Regions from separate parts of the Delphinus delphis genome. Here region 1 is linked to region 2. A link is a contact called in public Hi-C data. All regions are on one chromosome and are shown on one strand. The core of a region is the stretch at or near the end of the contact, and the rest is flanking DNA. Distances in the headings are between cores, read along the strand shown.

What was found. A called contact is a pair of places that touch in the nucleus more often than the background predicts.
Region 1: a contact with region 2 is called in a Hi-C map of lung, with 5 times the contacts expected there. The contact joins the promoter of AGO2 here to the promoter of TRAPPC9 in region 2. A contact is called at or near these places in 2 of 3 Hi-C or Micro-C datasets (lung and muscle).

The regions. Positions count from the first base shown.
Region 1 is chr17:77,597,591-77,603,931 of mDelDel1.2, forward strand. It overlaps AGO2 (argonaute RISC catalytic component 2), which reads right to left and starts at 3,562. Exons shown (of 19, transcript XM_059995239.1): 1 at 3,435-3,562. The coding sequence starts at 3,456.
Region 2 is chr17:77,443,537-77,450,563 of mDelDel1.2, forward strand. It overlaps TRAPPC9 (trafficking protein particle complex subunit 9), which reads right to left and starts at 4,961. Exons shown (of 22, transcript XM_069539993.1): 1 at 4,841-4,961.

The sequences.
Region 1 (6,341 bases), core at 2,312-4,811, 150 kb after region 2:
CTGTAGAGTCGAGATTAAAGAGCCTCAAAAGCATAAAACCAAATCCGTGTGTGAACTTTTAATAAAATTCAGGATCCAAAACAACCGGGAAGTAAACACACTTCTGCGATGAGAAAAATTGATTACGGACTGTTAAGTGTGACAATGGCACTGAGTTGTAAATGTCCCCATCCTTCAGACATGGTACTTAAGTATTCAGGGTGAAACGACAGATCTGGAACTCACTCGAGTATTTCCGCGAAGAAGGAGAAAGGGGCAGATTTGAAGCAAATGTGGAAAATCTTGATAGTTGTTGAAGCTGGTGATGGAGAAATGGGAGCCGTATTATACCACTCAGTCTACTCGTGTGTACTTTAAATTAATTCACAATAGAAACTATTTTAAAAGTCAAGTGATACATTCTGAGTGTTCACAAAACAAGAGGGCAGCAGACTACCCAGCCACGCCCTCCGGCCTGACACAGCTTCACCCAGGCAAAGGGCCGGCTGCTGCTTGGCAACAGTGCACTGTTATTGGAAGAGCGGTCATATCTTCACTGAGATAACTGAGGGAGAAGAAGCGGGGTGCAGGAGGAGTTAACTGACACTAGAAACCACAGTGAAAGTTGGTCATTCTCAGAGTTGTAATCCTTAGATGTCGCTGAAGTTACTTTGTAGCAAAGCTGTGAGGAATGGAACCCACAGGAGTCTGAGCACGTGAAACCGACAGAAACAACCCCCTTGGAGCATGCAACATTGAGACTCCATTTAAGGTCTTTAAGTGGTTACAAAAAAAAATTGACTGATCATCTGTGAAGGTTCAGGGTCACTGGGGAGTCCACCCATTCTAAACCACTAACTCTTTGGAATAGTTAAAAAAAAAAAACCTAAGAAATAGTAACATACCTAACTTTAGAGTCCACATACCAATTCACATATGTAACAGCATTTGTAACGGGCATAACGCAGGCTTACTGTGGACTCTATTTTTTATATTAACTTACTTAGTAAGTCACTTAATAATTGTATTAAAATGGAAGTAGCAAAACTATTTGTAATTTTTTCTACAATCCAGATCAAATGTCTTTTTATTATTCTAAATTAGGAAATACATTAAAAAGAGTTTCATTGAAGAGACTCTATTCCAAAAATTCCTCTTAAAAATTAAAAACCTTAGTGTGTAGAATAAAATTAAACAGCACCACAAAATTAAACGCCTTATAATGACAGCACGCGTGCACAGCCTGAAATTTGGTTTCATTCCCATCCTGCCATTGGTTAAGAACTACCCATTTATTTTTTCAACCAAAGCTGTCCGATTTCAGGGCAGGTTTATCTGTGAACCGAGAACAAGGGGCCCTCTCCCCACCAGGCCACAATGCAGAGGCCCACATCAGAGCATGATTTTTCCAAGAGCCGTTAAGGACCTGAAATGAGCCTGGAGATCCAGAGAACTAAAGCTTTCTTGAAAATGAAATAGACCAGAAAATATCCCAGTGCAGAGCACACAGCATGAGTTAGCTGTGCTTCCTGAGCTCGAGTTTCAATTACACCCAAACACGCGAGGACATGGGTCCAGTCTACATGTAACAGGTGTTTCTTATTGGGGGTCAAGGTCAAAAGGACTGAGAGCCACTTCTTTAAGGAGAATGTATGGAGAGTCAGCGGAGATCAGACAGATCGTCCTAATGCTCGCTGGCCATATGACCTTCGCAAGGCTCTTAACCTCTCTGAGCCTCTGTTGTCCATCTTCAAAATGACCACCACCAACTTAGCAAGCTGTCCGATGGATTAGTTAACGTCAGACACAACACAAAGGTTTGACCTTCCTCAAGGTTCTTCGCTTTTTCTGGGCCTTCAACTTTTAAACTGAAAATGTGAAAAAAATGTAGAGTGTAGTGGCTAACACTTGCTGGGCTCCTCTACAGGAATCAGCGGGGAGATTCTCACTCACGGAGGTGAGGGCCGACCCTGCCATGTCACGGGTGGGCGCTGCCCATCCGGGGCTTCCCGGAGCCAAGTCTGCTCCCAGGACCCTGACTACAGAGCCCCCGGCCCTTCCCCACCGGGGCTGAGTCACCTTCCAGATTACGGTTAAAACCATTACGCCTAAAACCATTCTTCCATCAAACTGCTGAGGGCCCGTAAGGATTTAAAAGTTGGTCAGGCTCAGCCTTGGAGAACCTTTCTAACTAAGTGACATCAAAAAAAAGTATTCACAAGGCAGAGAGCTGTTTGTGAACAGACACAGCAGTGGGGGAAAACGTCAAGGACCCAAATGGATCAGGAGAGCCCGGAACAGGTCGGGCCAGGGCCCCATCAGCAGGAGGCCAGGGAGGGCTTAGGGCCCCTGGGAGAAGGCAACAGTATGCCGAGCCGGCAGGGCCTGCAGCCCGCTGGAACCTGGTGGACAAAGGGGACGGGAAATGCCCTGTCCAAGTGGCAGGGCCAGCGGGAAATTTAGGAGCCACGTGCCTGGCGGGAAACGGAGAGAGCTTCACAACACTTCACCATTTTCTTGGCCCAGCAAGTTAATCGCCCTTCCACTCTACATCAAAAAAAAAAAAAGTTAAAAAAAAAACGTGTTACTGCTTTAAGTTTTTTAGAACTTTTCTAAAGAAAGAGAGGCTGACTAGTAAGAAGGGATGCTAAGGAAATCAGCACATCTCCTTACCTTCCTCTAGTAAACTGCAAAAGGCAAATTAGTACTTGAATAAGGAGCCGGTGTGTCTGGAATGAAAATGAGACGCACGCAGTTTTAGGGTGCCGCTTCCTATCCCTCTCAGTCTACGGCCCTAACTACCAGCACGAATTGGCCAAAATTCAGCATTTCCAGACTTTCCTTCAGAGAAGGGGCCGCAGAAGTACTGGCAAAAAGAAAAACGAAACTGAGAGCGCTCCAGGCTCGCCGCGGCTCGATCTGCGCCGAGCAGCAGCGCTCCTCCCCGTGCCGCCCGCGCCCCGAGCTCGGCGCCCCCGGCCCGGGCCTCAACGCCCTCTGGCGCTTAGAGCCCGACCCGGGCCTCGGCCACCGGCCCCGCCAGCCCCGTCGGCCCCGCCAGCCCCGCGCGGCGCAAGGGCCCAGGCGCCTGGCGCAGGAGGCCGGGCCAGGCGGGCGCCCGGGCCTCGGGCCTACACGCGGGCCGCCCGGCCCAGTTCCCGCTCCGGCCCGGTCCCAGCCCACCGGACCGCGGCGGGAACGCAGCGCGGGGAGGGCCCAGGCCGCGCGGGGCGCCCCGATGACTCGGGCCCGAGGAGGCCAGGGCTGCGTGTCCGCCGCGGGGCCGAGGAAACGGCCGGCGGCCCCGATCCCCGGCCTCCCGGCCCGCCAGCCCCGATCCCCCGGCGCCCGCCCGCTGCCCGCGCCGCGCTCGCGCCCAGCCCGCCAACCGCCGCCGGCGCCGCGGGGAGGAGCGCGCGAGCGGCCGGGCCGGCGCCCCGAGCGCGAGGACTCACCGGGGCCGGCTCCCGAGTACATGGTGGTGCCGCCGAGGGGCTCCGGGGCCGAGGGGCGGCCGCGCGCGCGCCACGGGCCCCGACGCCGCGAGCCGCGAGGGAGCCGCCGGCCGCACGATCCGCCCCGGCGCGGCCGCCAAACAGGTTTACCCGACGCGGCCGGGGCGGCGGGCGGAGGCGGCGGGCTGGCGGGCGGGCGGGCGGGCGGGGGAGGGGCGAGGGAGAGCGGGCGGGGGAGGGGGGAGGGAGGCCGGGAGGAGGGCGGGGGAGGAGGGAGGGGCCGGGGGAGGGGAGGCGGGGCGGGTCCGCGCGGCGGCGGCGGCGGCGGCGGCGGCGGCGGCGGCGGCGGGGTGGGTGGGGGGGCGGGCAGGGGATCGGGGCGCGGGTGCGGGCGCGGGGTTGGGGGGGCCTTGGGGGCGGCCCTCGCAGCCACTCAGAAGAGCGACGTCTCCTCCGACTGGGCGGAGCGGGCCGCGCGGCGCTGCCACCGGAGGCCGGGAAGAAAGAAAAGAAAACACACCCCTTGTTTCCCCGCCGCCGAGCCCGTTCTGGCTGCTCGAGGGCCGGACCCTTCCCCACCCTTAGCCCCCGCCGGACCGGGTGAACTTGGGCACCGTGTTGACGTGGTCGTGTCGCGTCCTGGCGCCCCGGCATCTCCGCCAGGCTTTTTTAAGTTATTAACGAAACAGGAATGTCGCGAAGGTTCCTCCCGACCCGGAGCTTGAACTTGAACGCGCCCCGGTCCTCGCTCACTACCACACCGCCACCTCCCGGCCGAGAACCCAGATAATCCACCTAAAGAACTTTAGTTTTTGGTCAATTTTAGCTGCTGTCAGTGATCAGATCAAAATAACACGCCCCATTCCAGTCCTCGGGGCCTCCCCAGTTTCTTGACGTTGGGTCCTTATCCAACCCCCTCATGCCGCTCCGTGACTCTCGCTATTTGCCCCACTTGTGCGGAAACGTCTCCCTCCAGCCCCAATCCTCCTCCATGGATCAAGTCCCCTGGGATCCAGCTGTTTTCTGGAGCCTTTTCCAGGGAGGCGAGCCAGAGGCCAACTCCTTTCTCCCCTAATTGGTGGGCGATTAGCAACCAGAAGGTGAAATACAATCCGAAATCGCTCATTGTCCTTTAAACATATTCGCCTGCTCATCCCTTCGTCCTATAAGCAGGTATTTATCTGCACACTGGGTGCGAGTAACTCTGTGTTCCTCCGGCCTAGGATGGCAGGAGGATGAACGGGAGTCTTGCTTGCAAGCATCCAATAGGTTTATTTCTAGTCTCTGCAGTCCTCAAGGACATTTTTAAATAAATGCAGGAGAACCAGCCTGTCCTCCAGAGAGAAGCTTAAAAGGACTTCGATCTTCACCAAGTCACTGATATGAACAGGAGTTGGTCTCATGGCATCAGCCTCAGAGACGCCCATCCATCCCTCTCCAATTCTCTGCCCCCCACCTCCACCCTCACCGGGGGCTGGACCACCTCTCCACCTTACACTCATGCTGTGGGAACACAAATCCGCACTTGATCCTAGGCTGCTACTCAGCCGTAATGTGTGTTTAGGAACCCAGGAAGTCCGGGAAGAAGGCACACCAGGGTGGGACTGGGTACCACCCAGATGTCCATCAGTCTTAGAATAGGTGGTGAGAGCCACATATACCCATAAAGTGGAATCTAGCGATGAAAAGGAACACCCTTCATCAAAGTACAACAACGTGGAATCTCTACAAGGTTGAGTGAAAGAAGCCGGAAGCCATACTGCATGAGTCCATGTATAAAATTTCTAAAACAGGCAAAACTGAACTACATTTTTTAGGGAGACATCATTTAGTAGTAAAAAGCTGAAGAGGAAAAAAGGTGGCTACCTAACAGTCAGAATGGTGGGTGGGTACTGCTGGGTATAGGGGTGCTGTGTGACCACGGAGAGGCCTGGGGTTTTGGGGCACGAGCCTCCTTCCCATGACAGAGCTGTTCCTTCTGCAAGTCTCTTAAGCTGCACATTTTTTAAAAATATACTTTTCTGTACCTTTGCTACATTTCACCATAAAGACATTTTAAAATCATAATCATAAATGGTATCCCTCTGTTTAGGACCCTCCACGCCCGACGGCTGCTCTGCGTCCGCCCGGCCCCCCCCCTCACACAGCCACCGCGCTATTTTCCGCCCCAAATCACTGAATCACTCGGAGGCCTCACGGCTCTGCTGCGTGCTCCTGTAATCTCGAGCCTCAGAGAGCGCCCTGAAGGCGCTCTAATTGCCGCCTCCCTTCAGATCGCCTTCTGCTTCTTTGATGCTCGCGTTGGGTAACTTTGTTGCAAGGGCTCCTTTGCAAGTCTGGCCAGATACTGTCTACCCAGCGCTTCCTTGCGTTGCTTCTCTGCAGAGACAGCTCTAGCCTAAGCCCCGCCTCCCCGCCCTCCCTCACCAGGGATCCTCCTTCGCCCGCGTCTCCCAGGCATCACCCTCCACCGCTAGTGTCGAGGAATCCCGCCCCCTTTCTGCGCGCCCCGCCTTGTCCCCCACGAGCTCCAGGCCCTCCACGTCAAGCCACGTACGTCTCCTCTCCCCTCCTCCCAACCCGCTCTTTCACCGGTGTCCCAAGCACTGCCCACATTCACCATCCACCGAAGAAAAGCCCAGGCCCCTCTGCCCTGTGCCTCTTCCCCAAGGAGTGAGTTCACTTAACCCACTTAATCCAGTCCACTCAGTTCTCTGGGAAATGCCTCTAGAACCTTCTCCAGCCCTTCACTGCTCTGCTTCTCCAGGCCTTCATCCAACACTTGGGTGTTGACCACATGGGGAGGACTGCTGGGTCTTCTGGGGCCCAGTCTTTCTCTCGGATACAATTCATTGCTCTGTATTTGGATCCCATACAGGTCCCTCTGCTCTGCTAAGCCCGCAGGGC
Region 2 (7,027 bases), core at 3,711-6,210:
TCATGGAATGTAACAAGTTAGTTTATGGTCAATAGCCAAGAAACTCCTGAGGAACGACCAATGGGGAAGGGCATTTGTCCCACCAGACATAACTGCTAATGGAACATAGGGTTTCTTCGTGGGGTGATGAAATGTTCTAAAATTGATTGTGGTGAGGGTTGTACAGCTCTGTGAATACATTAAAAACCACTGAACTGTATATTTAAATGGTTGAACTGTATAGCATGTGAATTATATTTCAGTAAATCTGTAGGGAAAAAAAAACACCTCTAGTCAGCACAGTATTGGCACAGGGATAGAGAGAAAAATGGAAATGTCATCAAGCCCAGAACCAGACCCACACATGCATGGCAATTTGCAATACAGCGGAGGCGCCACTCTAGGACCGCAGGAAAGGACAGACCGTCCAACAGCAGCACTGGCACAATGGGTAATCCATGAGTAAGGAAAAGATGCACAAGCCAATCAGAAAAGGGACAGACAGACGTCTTGGAAGAGGAAACTCAAGTAGCCAAGACGTGTACAGTAAGATGCTGCACCTCAATGGCGATCAGGAGACAGCAAATTAAAACCACAGGAATAGACCATTTCATACCCACCAGATTGACCAAAAAAAAAAAAATTATTGTGGTAACATATACATAGCACAGAACTTACCTTTTTAAATGCAGAGTTCTATGGCATTAAGTACACTTACACTGCTGTGCAACCATCTCCAGAACTCTTTCACCTTCACCACTGAAGCTCTGTCCCCATGAAACACTAACTGCCCATCCCCCCACCCCTGGCACGCCCCCATCGACTTTCTGTCTCTAAGAATCTGACCACGCTAGACACGTCACATAAGTGGAATCATATGCTATTTGTCCTTTTGTGCTGGCTTATTTCACTTAGCAGAATGTCTTCAAGGTTCGTCCATGTTGTAGCATGTATCAGAATCTCCTTCTTGTTTAATGCTGAATAATATTTCATTGTATATATATATATATATATATATATATATATATATATATACCACATTTTATTTATTCATTCATTGAAGGTCATTTGGGTTGTTCCTAGCTTTGGCTACTATGAATAATACTATTATGAACATGGGTATAAAGATAAAATGTTTTAAGTATAAAAACACCACGTGTCTGCAAAGATGCAGACCAAAGGTACCTCTCCTGTTGGACAGGTGGCACGTATTCTGGCATGTGGCTGGCAGGTGCACAGAAGCAAGAACTGAAGAGAACGCAAATGTCCACCGTCAGGAGAATGGGTAACTAAACTGTGGTCGTTTAACACAATGAAATACTTTAGGACAGTGAAAATGAATGACCTAGAGAGACATTGCAGGAACAAAGATGAATCTCAAGAACATGATGGGCAAATAAAGCAAGTTGTGGATTGATACAAGCAGCACCATTCCATTCATGTAAAGTTCAAAAACAGGCAACACTTAAACAGTATCTTGTTTACACATATGGCAGAATTATAAAGAAAAAGTAAATTTGGATAGTGGTTACCTGGGTGGCAAAGAGGAATGCAGTTCGAAAGGGAAGCAGTGGGCTTCAGAAGCAGTAGTTATGTTCTGTCTCTTAAGCTAGATGGTAGATCCAGCGGTGCTTGTTTTGCCATTCTTTAAACTGTACATACATGTTAAACATTTAACATACGAGTTAAAAAAGGAAGAAGGGGGACTTCCCTGGCGGTTAAGACTTCACCTTCCAATGCAGGGGGTGCGGGTTCCATCCCTGGTCAGGGAGCTATGATCCCACATGCCTGGCAGCCAAGGAACCAAAACATAACACAGAAGCAATATTGTAACAAATTCAATAAAGACTTTAAAAGTGCTCCACATTGGGCTTCCCTGGTGGCGCAGTGGTTGAGAGTCCGCCTGCCGATGCAGGGGACATGGGTTCGTGCCCCTCCAGAAAGATCCCACATGCCGCGGAGCGGCTGGGCCCATGAGCCATGGCCACTGGGCCTGGGCGTCCGGAGCCTGTGCTCTGGAACGGGAGAGGCCACAGCAGGGAGAGGCCTGCGTACCACAAAAAAAAAAAAAAAAAAAAGGAAGAAGGTCGAACTTCAAAATTACGGTGCATTTTTTCAGCAGGTTGGCTAGTTTCAGGGCCTGGCCCCCACCCTTCTCATCTATCAGGAGATTATGCTACTGCCCCTGCCAACACCCCTCTTCTATAAGCAAAAAAGTTGATGCACAAAAAAGGCAAGTGTGTTACAGGTGCACAGGTGGCCTGTGGGTCTGACACAGGTTGAGGACAGGAGGTGTTCAATTTCTCTACTCTGAAGTAAAATGAGAAAAATATGAACAATGTATATTAAGCTTCCCATAAAACTAAAGTAAGTTTAGTAAGTGCTTTATAAATATTAACTACTATTGTTATCATTTATTTTTAGGTTATGAACTGTCTCGTCTTTTGCTGTTAAAAGTCTTTTTTTTTTTTTTTTTTAATTGACTGCGCCCCACGGCTTGTAGGATCTTAGTTCCCTGACCAGGGACCGAACCCGGGCCACCGCAGTGAAAGCACAGAGTCCTAACCACTGGACTGCCAGGGAATTCCCAAACATTCTTGCTTTTATAAAACAATGGCGGGGCGGGGGAGACGGCGCTTGTTCTTCCATTATTCTATCTGGGCAAAAATAAAAATTGACAAGCCTATGATTGGCCCTCCAGCTTTTTAGCACTTACCAATCTATGAAATCTAAACAATGAAGTCACCCTGGACTAAAAGACCCCTCTGGGTCCCTTCCAGTTCCAACTAGGCCCTGAAAAGCAGACCAACAATCAACTCCATGCCACAGCTCAGTAAACCTTACAACCTCAGGCAAGGGTTTTTCCCTGAGGCAGCTCAGTATTAGCAAACTTCTTGTTCACTTTTGCCCCAGATTCAAAATATGCAAGTACCACGGGGGGCAATTTGTCTCATATATAAGGTAGGAAAAGGGCTGCACTGGGCACTTTACAACTTATCATAGTTAGACTTCACAACAATCCTAAGAAACAAGCATTCCCATTTTCAACCTTACAGATGAGGAACCAGGCTCAGTCAGCTGCTCAAGGTCTCCTAATCTGTAAGGGGTAAACTGGAGCCAGGTTCCAGAGTCCATGCTTTTCCACTACTTTCTTCAAGGGAGAAAGAATCTGATGAAATAAGCCCTGGCACTGAGCCACCTCTGGTGTCTGAGACTAATCTAATACAAAGATTAAAACATCAAGAATATATTTCTTCAACTTGGTAGTTCCTCAAAAAGTTAAACATAGAGTTACCATATAAACAGCCATTCTACTCCTAGGTATATACCAAAGAGATTTGAAAATACGTGTCCACACAAAAACTAGTATGCGAACATTCATAGCAGTATTATTCCTAAGAGCCAAAAAGTGGAAACAACGCAAGTGTCCATCACCTGATAAATGCATAAACAAAACGTGATCTAGCCATAACAATAGAATATTACTTAGCCATAAAAAGGAACAAAGTACTGACCCTACTACAACATGGGTGGACCTTGAAAACGTTATGCTAAGTGAAAGAAGCCAGGCACAAAAGGCCACATACTGTATGATTCCATTTACATGAAATGCCCCAAATATGCAACTCCTTAGAGACAGAAAGTAGATCTGTGGCTCCCCGGGCTGCAGGAGGGGAGACTGCCAACGGGTATGGAATTTCTTTTTGAAGTGAGGAAAATGTTCTGGAATAATAATGGTTGCACAACTGTGAATATACTAAAAACCACTGAAATGTACAATTTAAACGGGTGGACTTCATCGTATGTGAACATTATCTCAATAACGCTGTTATTTGATAAAATATTTCTTGACAACTATTTTTCCCTCTATACTATTGGACTGTCCCACAGTTTAAGAAAAACAAAACAAAAAACCTTGCCAGGACATCTTTAGGACTGCAATATTCCTGGTTCTCCAATATCATGCCTCTAGTGCTGCTATTTCGTGTTAAGGAATACTATCTGGGCTGGACTAGGAAACGACAATTAACTACGTTTTAAAAATCGCCAGTCGCGTTTAAACTGGGGCGGGGAGAGGATGGAGGATGTCACAGCCTCATACCCTCAACTCATCTTTAACTAAACCGAGCCCTGCTTTCAACACTGTAATCCCTCTCTCTATAAAAACACGTGAAATCCATAAGAACCCCATCCGAACACCAGAAAACTCCGTGTTAAAGGGCATTCACGTGGGGCAAATGAGCCGGGGGAGGAGACCAAGGCAGGCACTGTGCTCTCTCTTCCCGAGACTTGGCCGGGAGAAGCCGGACTTTGCAATTCGAGGAGCTCATCCCCGGGAATCAGCGCCTGCCGCCGCCGAGCGGGATCTGAGACACTTTGAAACCAAAAGAGGAGGAGGAGAAGGAAAAAGGAGAAGAGGGCCTCCCGGGACCGCGGGGTGGGGAAGGCGGCCGGGGGCGCGGGCTGCAGCGCCGCCCGGAGGCCGGCCCCAGCCGGGTCCCGAGACCCGCTGGCCCGGGGTCAAAGGGCCGAGCAGAGGGAGGCCGGGCGGAGGGGGCCCGCGGGCGGAAGAGGGGAAGGGGACGACAGCCGAGAGCTAAGGAGAGCCAGGGCCGGGCCCGAGAGGCGGCAGGTGCGGGCCGGGCCCTCGGCAGGTGCGGACGCGGCCGTGGACAGGTGTGGCCGGGCTCCGGTCAGGGTAACGGGGCTGGGGCAAGTGGCCCGAGCAGGTGTGGGCAGAGGCGAGCCCCTCGGCGGGACACACGCTGGCTGGCGCCCTTGAGCGCCGTGACACACGGACAGCCCTCCCGCAGCCGACCCGACACCCTGCCTGCCCGGGAGCCCCCCACCTTGCACTTACACAGCCGGACCCCCGGGCCCGGAGCCAACGGCCTGGCGGGCGGCAGGGCCGAGTAGCCTCTTCGGACGCTACCCCGGCTCAGAGCGGGAGCTTCCGACAAGCGGCTGAGCCGGCACCGCCCCTGCGCATGCGCAGGGCCCGTCCCGGGCCGGGGATCCGCTCCCGGTTTTGGAAGAGACGCCGGGGAAGCGAGGGAAGGAGGAGGGGGAAGAGAGGAGTGATGAAAAGTGGAGGGAGCTAGATGGTCGCAGGGAGGGACAGGGAGGAGGAAGGAGACGGAGGGACCCAGAGGGAGAAAAGGGGAAGGAGAGCCGCTGAGAAGGAAAGAAAAGCTTTGGCTCCTGGGGCCGCGCACCCCGAAGGAGATGCCACTCCTGCCTCCGCGCGCCTTTCCAAGCCCTCAAGGCGCGCAGCTCAAATTTCACCTCCGTGGTGCAGCCCTCCAGCCCAGGCCTTTGCAAAACCACTACGGGATCACACTCCTTGCCCTCGCGCCGAGCCGGGCTTCGTGTCGCGCAGCCGCAGGCGTTGTCGCCAGTGCTCTGAACTACCTTGGGGAGAGTATAAGTTCCCCTTTTACAGGCTGAGAAACTGAGGCCGCCTGTCTCCAGGGCATGCCTTATGTGCAAGGCCACAGGGGCTGGGCGGGGCCGGGAAGTAGAAGGTCAGAGCCTGAGCCCCAAGCAGACTGCCCGAGGGCTGGTGCTTGGTCCCCATTCCTCCTTGGAAACCCACTCCTGACTCTGGGGGTCCCGTCTAGGGCTCCGAATAGGCCCCCTGGTGTGGGACAGCTGTCCTTAGTTCCAGAGCCCACCTTGCTAGGTAGGGGCAGAAGGGGTTATCCAGGTTAAAAATAAAGAAGTAAAACTTAAAAAGGAATTCACATACATAGGTTGGAATGTGCATAGCATGTTTGAAAAATACACAAGTAATTGTCAACAGTGGCATCTCCAGAGAGGGTTGAGAGAACAGAGGATGAGGGAGACCTTCTTTCCCTTGTGTATTTTTGTGTTCTGTTTTAATTTTTTTACCATATTCATGTTATTTCTCTCTAAATAAGAAAAAAAAAGTGTAATGGTGGACAGGAATAGTTCGGCCAATACAGCAGCCATGGAAAAAACTGAGCCATCACTTTTACTTTACTCCAGCATTTATTGACTCTCTGCTCTGTGACCAGTGGTGTTTTATGACTTTACTATTTATATATTTTTTATAAAATAATAATACGCTATCCCTCATACCTGCCCTGGGCCAGTGGAAAAGCAAATTAGTTTTTATTGAATTGTTTTCCAAAGAGTAGGAATGAATTACAAACAGAACACATCTTCAGGGCAAAACAGGTGGAACGGATTTCCAGCACACAAGACAGCCAGGAAGGATTTTCAACACAAGTGCCCAGAGGCTAAGAGAGAACGCTTCCAGGACCCTACAAAAAGCCGCCCAAGGTGGCTTCTCCATGGCGCTGAGAGTACAGGTTGACAATTACGGAACACAGAAAACAGACATTAAAAGAGGCCACCCTTTATGGAGGTCTAAGTGCCAGGAATAGAGCTCCCTGTTTAGCACACGATGTCTTCATAAGATCGATACAAGGTAGCTATTCTTAGCGCTGAGGTCCAGAAAAACACTCCACTTGGCACACAAGTGGCTGGTGCTATTTAGGATTCAAATCCCAGGCTGTCTGACTGTGTCGCCTGCGCTCTTTCCATAGTCCGTCTTTGTTCTCATTCTCTCTATAAATGGATAAGAGAAGCAATTTGGAAAGCAAGATTGAAAGCTGGCAAAAGGAAACATTGTTATTTTTGTACAATGTTTCTGTTTACCATGTACTCACATTAATTTATTTTATTGTCCCAGCAAATCTGTGGGGGAGGGAGGGAGGAGACTACTCTGCATTCTGACCAATGAGAAAACTGAGGCTCAGAGAATGTAAAGGCTAGCCACAGCCCCCCAGCCATCAGAGGGAGGTGTCCAGACTTGTCCCAGGTATATCTTGCTTCTGGATTTATGTTGCTTACATAGTTTTAACGTTTCCTGAGCATCTCCTCTGAATGCTGAGAATTCAACGAATATACCAAACCTGCTCTCAAGGAGTTTTAGACACTTAAAGTTGGATTGGAAGGAACATCTAAAATCATCAAGTCCAACCTCACACCCACACCAGAACCCCTCCATAAAAAATCCTAA